Regions from separate parts of the Mus musculus genome. Here region 1 is linked to region 2. The links are chromatin contacts, called in public Hi-C maps. All regions are on one chromosome and are shown on one strand. Each heading gives the region's core, a stretch centred on a gene start, on an enhancer-like site or on the middle of the called end of the contact. The rest is flanking DNA. Distances are from core to core; before and after follow the strand shown. Region 1 overlaps Scmh1 (sex comb on midleg homolog 1). Region 2 overlaps Gm36574 (a long non-coding RNA gene).

Region 1 (4,163 bases), core at 256-2,755, 110 kb after region 2:
AAAGCATATTAGTAAATCTGAAAGAATGGAAAATTACTCTATTGTTTCAGCATTTCTTTTCTAAACATTTATACAAAACATTGATTAATTATCTATTTATTGGATGCCAACTGTAAACCAAGCTGAGGATTCAGCAGTGACACAAATGGACAGTCTTCCTACTTTCATGAAATACGGTCACTCCAGTGGATAGAGCTATCACAAGTTCGGTGGTATATGTGCCATAGCATGAGCAAGATCCCGGTTTCAATCAACACAAAGAAGGTCATGTTTTAAATGTATATTTTGAAAAAAAATCCTAACATAAATACACATCCATGGTACCATTGCTATCATTGAAAAAAAATGCTATAGGTCTATCATCCCCCCAGATTTATTTGTGGAGAATTTTCTTTTTCAGGAAAGTTTGTAAAATTTTCAATTGCAACCTTGGGGAATAAGAAGGAGCCATGTATGGAAAAAGATTACAAGTATACAGAGAAAACCACTGACACTGTGTGGCTAATAACATACATGAGCAAAATGAAGATGTTCTTACTAGAGTATGTAGCTGAGGGGGAAGGCGGTGTGAATAGGTGCTGTAGAGGCAGGCAGTGGCCTGATCATTTATAAGCCTGAGTGGCAGTTTTGATGTTTGTTCTAAATTAATTGGGGAACAGATATCATTGTTTTCAAATTATTGCCTAAAAATATTCTGAGTTGCATTCATGCAACCTGGCCACAGGTCAGATGTGCCTACAAAGACTGAAGAGATTTGATTCATTGTTTGAAATTACTTTCTAAAATATAAAAGAATACTTACAGCTCAGGGATAGAAAAGATAAGCCAATTTTAAAATAGACAGGATGTCTGTTAGCAAATGAATATATTTTGTGTGTGTGTGGAGAGGGTCATACTAGGGAAAGCTGAAGGGAGGAAATAAGGGAAATGTGGCAATAATGTAATACTTGCAACACAAAAACAGAAGGTGTGACTATCCGTAAGGGGTAAGGAAGCCAGCAAGAAGGGATGTGGGAATGCTGCGGGGGAGGGGGTGAAGAAAAACAACATATAATTATATGCATGTATAAAAATGCTATACTGAAACTATTACTTTGTATTCTAACTTATAAACAGGCAAATTATTTGAGTAGATACTCCTCCAGAGAACAAATGGCCTATACGGCCTGGGAAAGATGCTCAGCACCATTCGTCATTTGGGAAATGCTAATCACACTGCAGTGCCATTTCACAGCCACTCGTTGCTGTAATCAGAACATGGATAGTGATGAGTGTAGTGGAAGGTGTAGAACAATTGGACTCTTCATTCGTTGCTGTCAGGGTTAGAAAAGAGTTTGGAAATCACAGAAGCTGGATGGAGTTACTGTATGACACAGAATTTCCACTCCCGGGTATATACTCCCCAAAACAGAAAACACATTTCCATAAAACATGAGTATCTTAGCAGTACTGTTCATCACAGCCCAGGAACAGATGTATTTCTATATATTCACTTACTACAATATTATTTGGCAACAAGAAGGGAATGGATTGCTGGTTGTGCCCCAGCACAGCTGTACTGTACAGTTGTGTGAAGTGGAATGAGAATGCCAGTTAGTGGTGCTGAAGTAGAGGGATCTTGAACCAAGATAAGGGGAAACAGGCTTTTTAATCTCAGGAAAGTGTCACTCTTCTGTATGCTGCAAGAAACATATGTCCTAGATCAGTGTAAGAAAGGTATTGCCGTCCCCCAACTTGCAAGTGCCTTGGAAGTGGTGGTTGATTTATTTTTGTTTACTTAAAACTAAAACCAGATAAGTGCTGTTCCTCAGGCTCTGTTCAGAAGTAAGACTTCTTGTCTAGAAAAGTCTGTTCTGTTCCTGGGAAATCTAGACCAGTCAGTCAGGCCACTGATAGGCACTGCTAACTACACATCCCTTTCTGACTGCATCCTTAGTGGATAAGAAGCAGGACTCTGTGCTGATGCTTCCAGGGGAGTAGGAGGGCAGCCTGTCCTTTAGAAAGCCATAGACTTTATTTCAATGACAGGTGGCCAGAAAGACCAGGCTCAGGGAGCAGAGACCTTCTTCCACAGCATTTTCAGCATTTATCACTCCTCTTTCCTCCAGTAATGCTTTTGTCTCCTCCCTCCTGCCTCAGTAGGTCCCAAAGCAAGAGATTTATTGAGCTTCCCGCCCTGACTAGGAAGCAACTGACACAGTATGAAAGGAATGTGATTATGCAATCCATTCCACAGAACAAGATCTTTTCTGCCTATTAGTCTGTTCTCCTTTCTGATTATTATGTCTCCTCCATCTTTCCTACCTTCTGGTCATTAGAATGCAATGTTTAAAAATTCAAAGTAAAATAGGAATGTTTCTTGTTGTGGTAAGAAAAAGGTATGTTTACTTAATGTTATTTCACACATGTTGTTTCATTTAATTTTCCCTTTAACTCTAAATTAGGCATAATGAATTTCAGATACATTTTACTTATGAGAAAACTGAAGCTTAAAATGACTTGGTATATGATATACAAGGCAGGAAGAGACAACTATCAGGCCTGAGCCACAGTGCCCGTATACATCATCCCCACATATCACCGCATACTCTAAATTCTTCTCCACATGCCTGTACTATTCAAAGCTTCATTTGCGATCCTGGATTTAAGCTTCCAGGTCCTGGTAGAGGAAAAAGACAGTATTTATACTAACAGAACTCTAAAGTAGGTTCTAGGCTCAGTGAGACCACACACCTGTTTTGTCTTTAAGCAAATAATTCTGAATGAGAGTAGCTTAACTAGAGCTTTGAAGAGCCTTAGCCTCTAAAAGTCCCATGTATTAATGAACTTGGGAACAGGTAGCCAGTGGCTCATGACTTTGTCTCCTACTTGATTCCAGATAGTCAGCTCCCCTACTATTCATCTCTGTCTATGTTGAAAGAATCCTACAGCCTCTCCTTTCCTTTACTAAGCCAGGCATAGGCCTGTTAGCTACTAAACTCATGGCACCAGCTAACAAGTAGGCAACTAATTCAGGATTCGTGGTTATATGAGGCAACAGCTTTTATTTTTTTTAGCTTAGTCATTTTTAAGTGAAACAAATCTAAAATAGTATATGCTTTATTTTTTTTTTTTTAAAGATTTATTTATTTATTTACTATATGTAAGTACACTGTAGCTGTCCTCAGACACTCCAGAAGAGGGAGTCAGATCTTGTTACGGATGGTTGTGAGCCACCATGTGGTTGCTGGGATTTGAACTTCCGACCTTTGGAAGAGCAGTCGGGTGCTCTTACCCACTGAGCCATCTCACCAGCCCCATATGCTTTATTTTTAATATAAAAAGTAATAGAAGCCAGGCGGTGGTGGCGGACGCCTTTAATCCCAGCACTTGGGAGGCAGAGACAGGCGGATTTCTGAGTTCAAGGCCAGCCTGGTTTACAAAAGTAAGTTCCAGGACAGCCAGGGCTATTACAGTCTTGAAAAATAAAACAAAACCGAAACGAAACAAAATAAAGAATAATAGAATTCATCCCACATGACATCCAGTGATGCTACCCAGGCTTCAGTCATCATAAGTCATTTAACTTCCCCTGCTTTGATCTGATAGCAGTGTCAATATAGCTTGACTTCCTAAGTACTTTTATAAAAGGAAGAAAACAAATATACCCTATATCATACTCATTTTCTTGTAAAAGCCAGTTTATTGCTATCCTGGATTATGCCACACATTATTCTGTTAATTGGGACTGTCTGCTCCAGTCCAATGTCCAGTAGAGATACTACTCTGGAGCACACCTGATGACATACACCATTAGCCAGACTTCCTTTTCATACCTCAAAGACCATTCCTAGTGACATACTTCCTCCCTCCCACAAGGCAACACCTACGTCAACAAGACCATACCTCATTCTTCTAATCCTTTCAAATAGCACCACTCCCCAATGAGTAAGCATTCAAATACATGAGCCTATTGGGGCCATTTTTAGTCAAACCATTAGGCAATACCATATTCACTTCCAGATTCTGAGACACAAATGGAGTTGGTTAAAATATAATCCTAGACTACAGATGGGAACGAATAGAGATAAGATGAGCACAAGTAAGGTGAACTTCAGGTCATGCCTGAGTGTTATTACTAGCTAGATTAAAGGGACCCTGCCTTTAGAGGTCACAGTTTTGAG
Region 2 (3,867 bases), core at 585-3,084:
ACATACACACACGCACGCACTAAATCTAAAAAGTCAGTAATAGCAGTCATTCATAGCAATAATATTAGATTATAAATTAAAGATGTGTAAACAGCAAGCATAAACCATTAGAAAACACTGACAGTGATAAATAGGACATATATGTATACCACTTAGATAACCTCGGGAGACAGAATAAATCCAATTGAATATGGTAAACGGCAGAATTAAGTATTTGGAGGCAAGAATTGAAGATTTCACTTAGGATGCAAGAGTCAAATTATAGGACACAGGAAATAAATAATGTTCTGGGGAAAGTTGGTTTGTACATAGTGTCAGTGAACAGCCTACATTCCCCTGAGTGACCTAAGCAGTCATTTAGGACAGCATCTCTGACCACAAAGCCGTGCTCAGTTTATAAAGGGGAAAGCAGGTAGCCCCAGAAAAGCTGCTGGAACAGCAGAAGGCATCAGCTCTTGGCTAAATGCTTTGGTTTCCTTTGAACTGGTGGGATAGTTAGGTTCCATCTGGCACTGGGTCCTTTTAATGGTTTGAATGAAAATGGCCCCCAAAGGCTCATAGGGATTGACATTATTTGAAAGGATTAGGAGATGTGGCATTGTTGGAGTGGGTGTGGCATTGTCAGAGAGTGTCACTGAGGGTGGGCTTTCAGGTTTCAAGTGCTCAAGCCAGGCCCAGTGGTCACGCTGTCCACCTGCTGGCTGCTGATCCAACTATAGAACTCTCAGCTACTTTTCCAGCACCATGAATGCCTGCACGTTGCCATGTTTCCTGCCATGATGATAATGGACTATATCTCTGAACCTGTAAGCCAGCCCCAGTTAAATGTTTTCCTCTATAAGAGTTGCTGTGGTCATGGTGTCTAGTCACAGCTCCATAAAAACCTTAAGACAGTTCATAGCCTTGTCTTGTCAGGATAAGAGTCAGTTGTATCCAGCAATAACTTGCTCATGGCCTAATCTTTTGTTAGTCTTTCCTTCCTGTCTCATGGGACTTTTTAGCTGTGTTTCTTGGGTCCATCCCTTCAGTAAACTGCTTGCATGCAAATCCTTGTTTCAGAGTTTGCTTTTGGAAACTGGAATGGAGATAAATAGAAAAGAACCATAGCTTAACCAAGATGCAACTTCCTTCCAGAGTGGTCCAGCCTTATGTAGTGTAGGACTAAGACAACTGCATAAAGTCTTCCAGTGCTGCCCCTACTCCAGCCAACTCACACATCTTTCAAATAGAAAGAAACAGGCCAAGGGCCAACACACTCATTTGCATTAAAGATGTTTCTCCAAGGCTCCTGGTTGCATTCAGTCTAGAACTACTGAGAGTGTGGCTTTATTCTAAGAGGCCATGCACCTAATTAAAGGATAGATTTTATTTGCTAAGGAAAGTGAGGTTAGGTACTGGGAAGCAAGTAGCATTGTATGGCCCTAGCAGCTCAGGGATGCAGGTTGGAAAGTGCTATAGAGGGGTTCCGGAACGGAGGGATTGCCAGAGAAGCAAAATTAAAGCGGCAAAGACTAAGACTTTTGCAGGATTAAAGGGGGATTTGAAATGCATACTCAAGGATGAATGAGAAAAAGAAAAGTAAGTCTACACTTTGCCTGGTGAAGCCGTTCAAGGCCACACTTCCTCATTCTTCATGTGGATGCCCTGTGCTGAGCCACTCAGACTCTTGAGCAGTGACCGCTGACTTCTCAACTCTGAGCTCCATGATGTCCTACGAAAGCTTGAAATCAGCCACCACGGAGAGAGACTGCACATTATCCTCAAACACTACAGAGCTCCCCACTGCTGAGAGCACGAGGCTGTGTTGCAAGAGTGAGTCACTGGCTGGAAGGCATGAACTCTCTGGGATGAGTGTGGGATTTGGAAGCAGTGGCCTTGGTTGGAGCCAACTCTCAACTATATCCCGTTGGGAAATGATTTAACTTCTTCCACTCAGTGTGATACAAAGCTAGGTCTGAGAGGGTGGCTGTGAATACTTCGTCTGCCAAAAGTGTGCCTCCCCCTTCCCAGAAGCAGAATGGCCTGACTCACGGTCCCCAGAGACCCTCCCTTCTTAGAAGCAAAAGAGTGAAACCTCTGGCTACAGATTTCGCCAGGTTCCTGGTCTCTCCTCTTCCTGAAAGGTCTCTACCGCCACCTATTGTTCATCATTTGTTTCTGCAGGCCAGCCTTTCTGGGGAGAATTGCTTGCTCCTGAAATGGCCTTAAGAAGAGCACTCAGCTAGATGGAGCCAAAGACACATTAGCTGTCCTAACAGTCACTGTCTGGCCTGTCAACAAAGCCTGCTCCCTGTTGCCCTCCAGCTCCCGCTGTGTGCCAGCCTTGCTGTGCATCCTGAGAGCAGAGGGCAGAAGGCAGGGACCCGTGTCTTCAGCATTCATGCCCCTTCTGGTGCAACCATTCTAATTCAGTCCTTAAGATGCAATGTGCCCTTATTCCTTATCTGGAAAATGGAAGCTGAAACCAGGAAGTAACATTCATTTAAGGTTACTAAAGCTACTAGGTGAGCAATTGAAGTAAGATTTGGTTTTAGAACCTCTTTCTACAAGTCCAAGTATCTAAAAAAATTATTATTATCATTATTATTATTATTATTGTGTCTGTGGCATGTGTGTGCACATGTGCTTATGTACAGCACACAATATGGAGGCCAAAGGACAACTTGCAGATATCAGTTCTCCGCTATCTTGTGGGCTCTGGGAATTGAACTCGGATTGCCAGGCTCATTGGTAAGTGCCTTTACCCTTTTACCCCGTGAGCCATCTCTCTGGCCCAAGTCCAAGACTGCTCTTTTCCCCACAATTGCATCTATCACAAACTAGGCATTGAGATGCGCAGTGGGTCTATGTATTAGGCTCTTTTAAAATAAGGAAGCAAAGAGGTCACTAAGCAGGGTCAGGAGACCCACACCCAGGGTCACATTGTCTCATTAGAACTGGCGAGTAATCTTAGTGACCCTCAGTGGTATTCAACGTCACCAGGAAAAAAGGACCGGGTCAGATGGTCTCAAAGGTTACCATAAACATGTGGTTGTGACCTCCAAAGATACTGGCAGGATAAACCAGTCTTTGTTATTTCATAGATGTGCCACCATGGGCAAGTTATTCATCTTGGCATACATTTTCCTCTCTTCAAAAATAAGAACGTGAAAGTCTTCATCTGAAAGAACCTCTGCAAACTGTTTAGTTCCTAATAGATGGTAATTTGTGTTCATTTAAAAAAAATACATTGGGCCTGCATGCTACTTAATTCCTTTTGTTAAGCCACCGAGACTGACCACGTGAAAGCCTGGCTCACTACAGGCAGGGCTGTGTTAATTCCTGCAAGGTAAATCTGCACCACTATTGCACACAGAGCTGCAGACAAAGCAGCTGTTGAAGTCATCTGTTTGACATGCACATTCCTCATAAGATCACCAGGATTTACAATGTCAATAAAATTTGACATTCTTAAGACAAAGCGATCCCCAAAGAGCATTGTTCTACCCTAAGTTTCATCGTTTATGATACCTTTGCTATGTGGAAACTTAAATCCTAAACTGGGCTATTACTGTGAGGTCCAGTTTGTGAAGCTGGGACTACACTAGCCAGTACTCACAAAGACCCTTATTGTGTGCCAGGTCCTAAGTAGGTTTCCATATAACTAAGTTAACAAATGCAGTGTGAATTAGCAAAGGGACAAGATACTGGCTCCTCCTGGATCACAAATGACAGGTATCAGGCTAGGGAGATAATTTAATAGACAAAGTACCTATCTTGAAACCATAATGACCTAAGCTCTATCCCCAGAACCAAGATAAACAAGAGCCCGTGTGATGGCATGTGTTTGTAATACCCGATCTAGGGAGCTGGAGATAGGTGGATGGA

Evidence for each region. Hi-C and Micro-C count contacts between places; a contact is called where the count stands out from the background.
Region 1: a Hi-C map of uterus shows a contact between it and region 2. The contact joins two enhancer-like sites. A contact is called at or near these places in 1 of 39 promoter capture datasets (the C10 cell line), 3 of 15 datasets of contacts at CTCF or cohesin (the NIH/3T3 cell line, large pre-B cells and pro-B cells), 34 of 484 Hi-C or Micro-C datasets (the 3T3-L1 cell line, the AML12 cell line, the HL-1 cell line and 17 more), 5 of 115 datasets of contacts at active chromatin or transcription factors (bone marrow-derived macrophages, embryonic stem cells and large pre-B cells) and 2 of 9 other capture datasets (embryonic stem cells and pancreatic islet).

Annotation. Positions count from the first base shown.
Region 1 is chr4:120,485,711-120,489,873 of GRCm38.p6, forward strand. All of the region lies in intron 10 of Scmh1 (sex comb on midleg homolog 1), which reads left to right. Among named protein-coding and RNA genes, the nearest start is that of Slfnl1, 44 kb to the right of the region's middle. Within about 2 kb of position 1,506, at least 50 of the 459 cell types and tissues checked have an H3K27ac peak or open chromatin away from gene starts, as enhancers often do. A contact at or near this core is called in the NIH/3T3 cell line, pancreatic cancer cells and uterus, where this site is marked.
Region 2 is chr4:120,379,062-120,382,928 of GRCm38.p6, forward strand. All of the region lies in intron 3 of Gm36574 (a long non-coding RNA gene), which reads right to left. Among named protein-coding and RNA genes, the nearest start is that of Gm36574, 16 kb to the right of the region's middle. Within about 2 kb of position 1,835, at least 116 of the 459 cell types and tissues checked have an H3K27ac peak or open chromatin away from gene starts, as enhancers often do. A contact at or near this core is called in the NIH/3T3 cell line, pancreatic cancer cells and uterus, where this site is marked.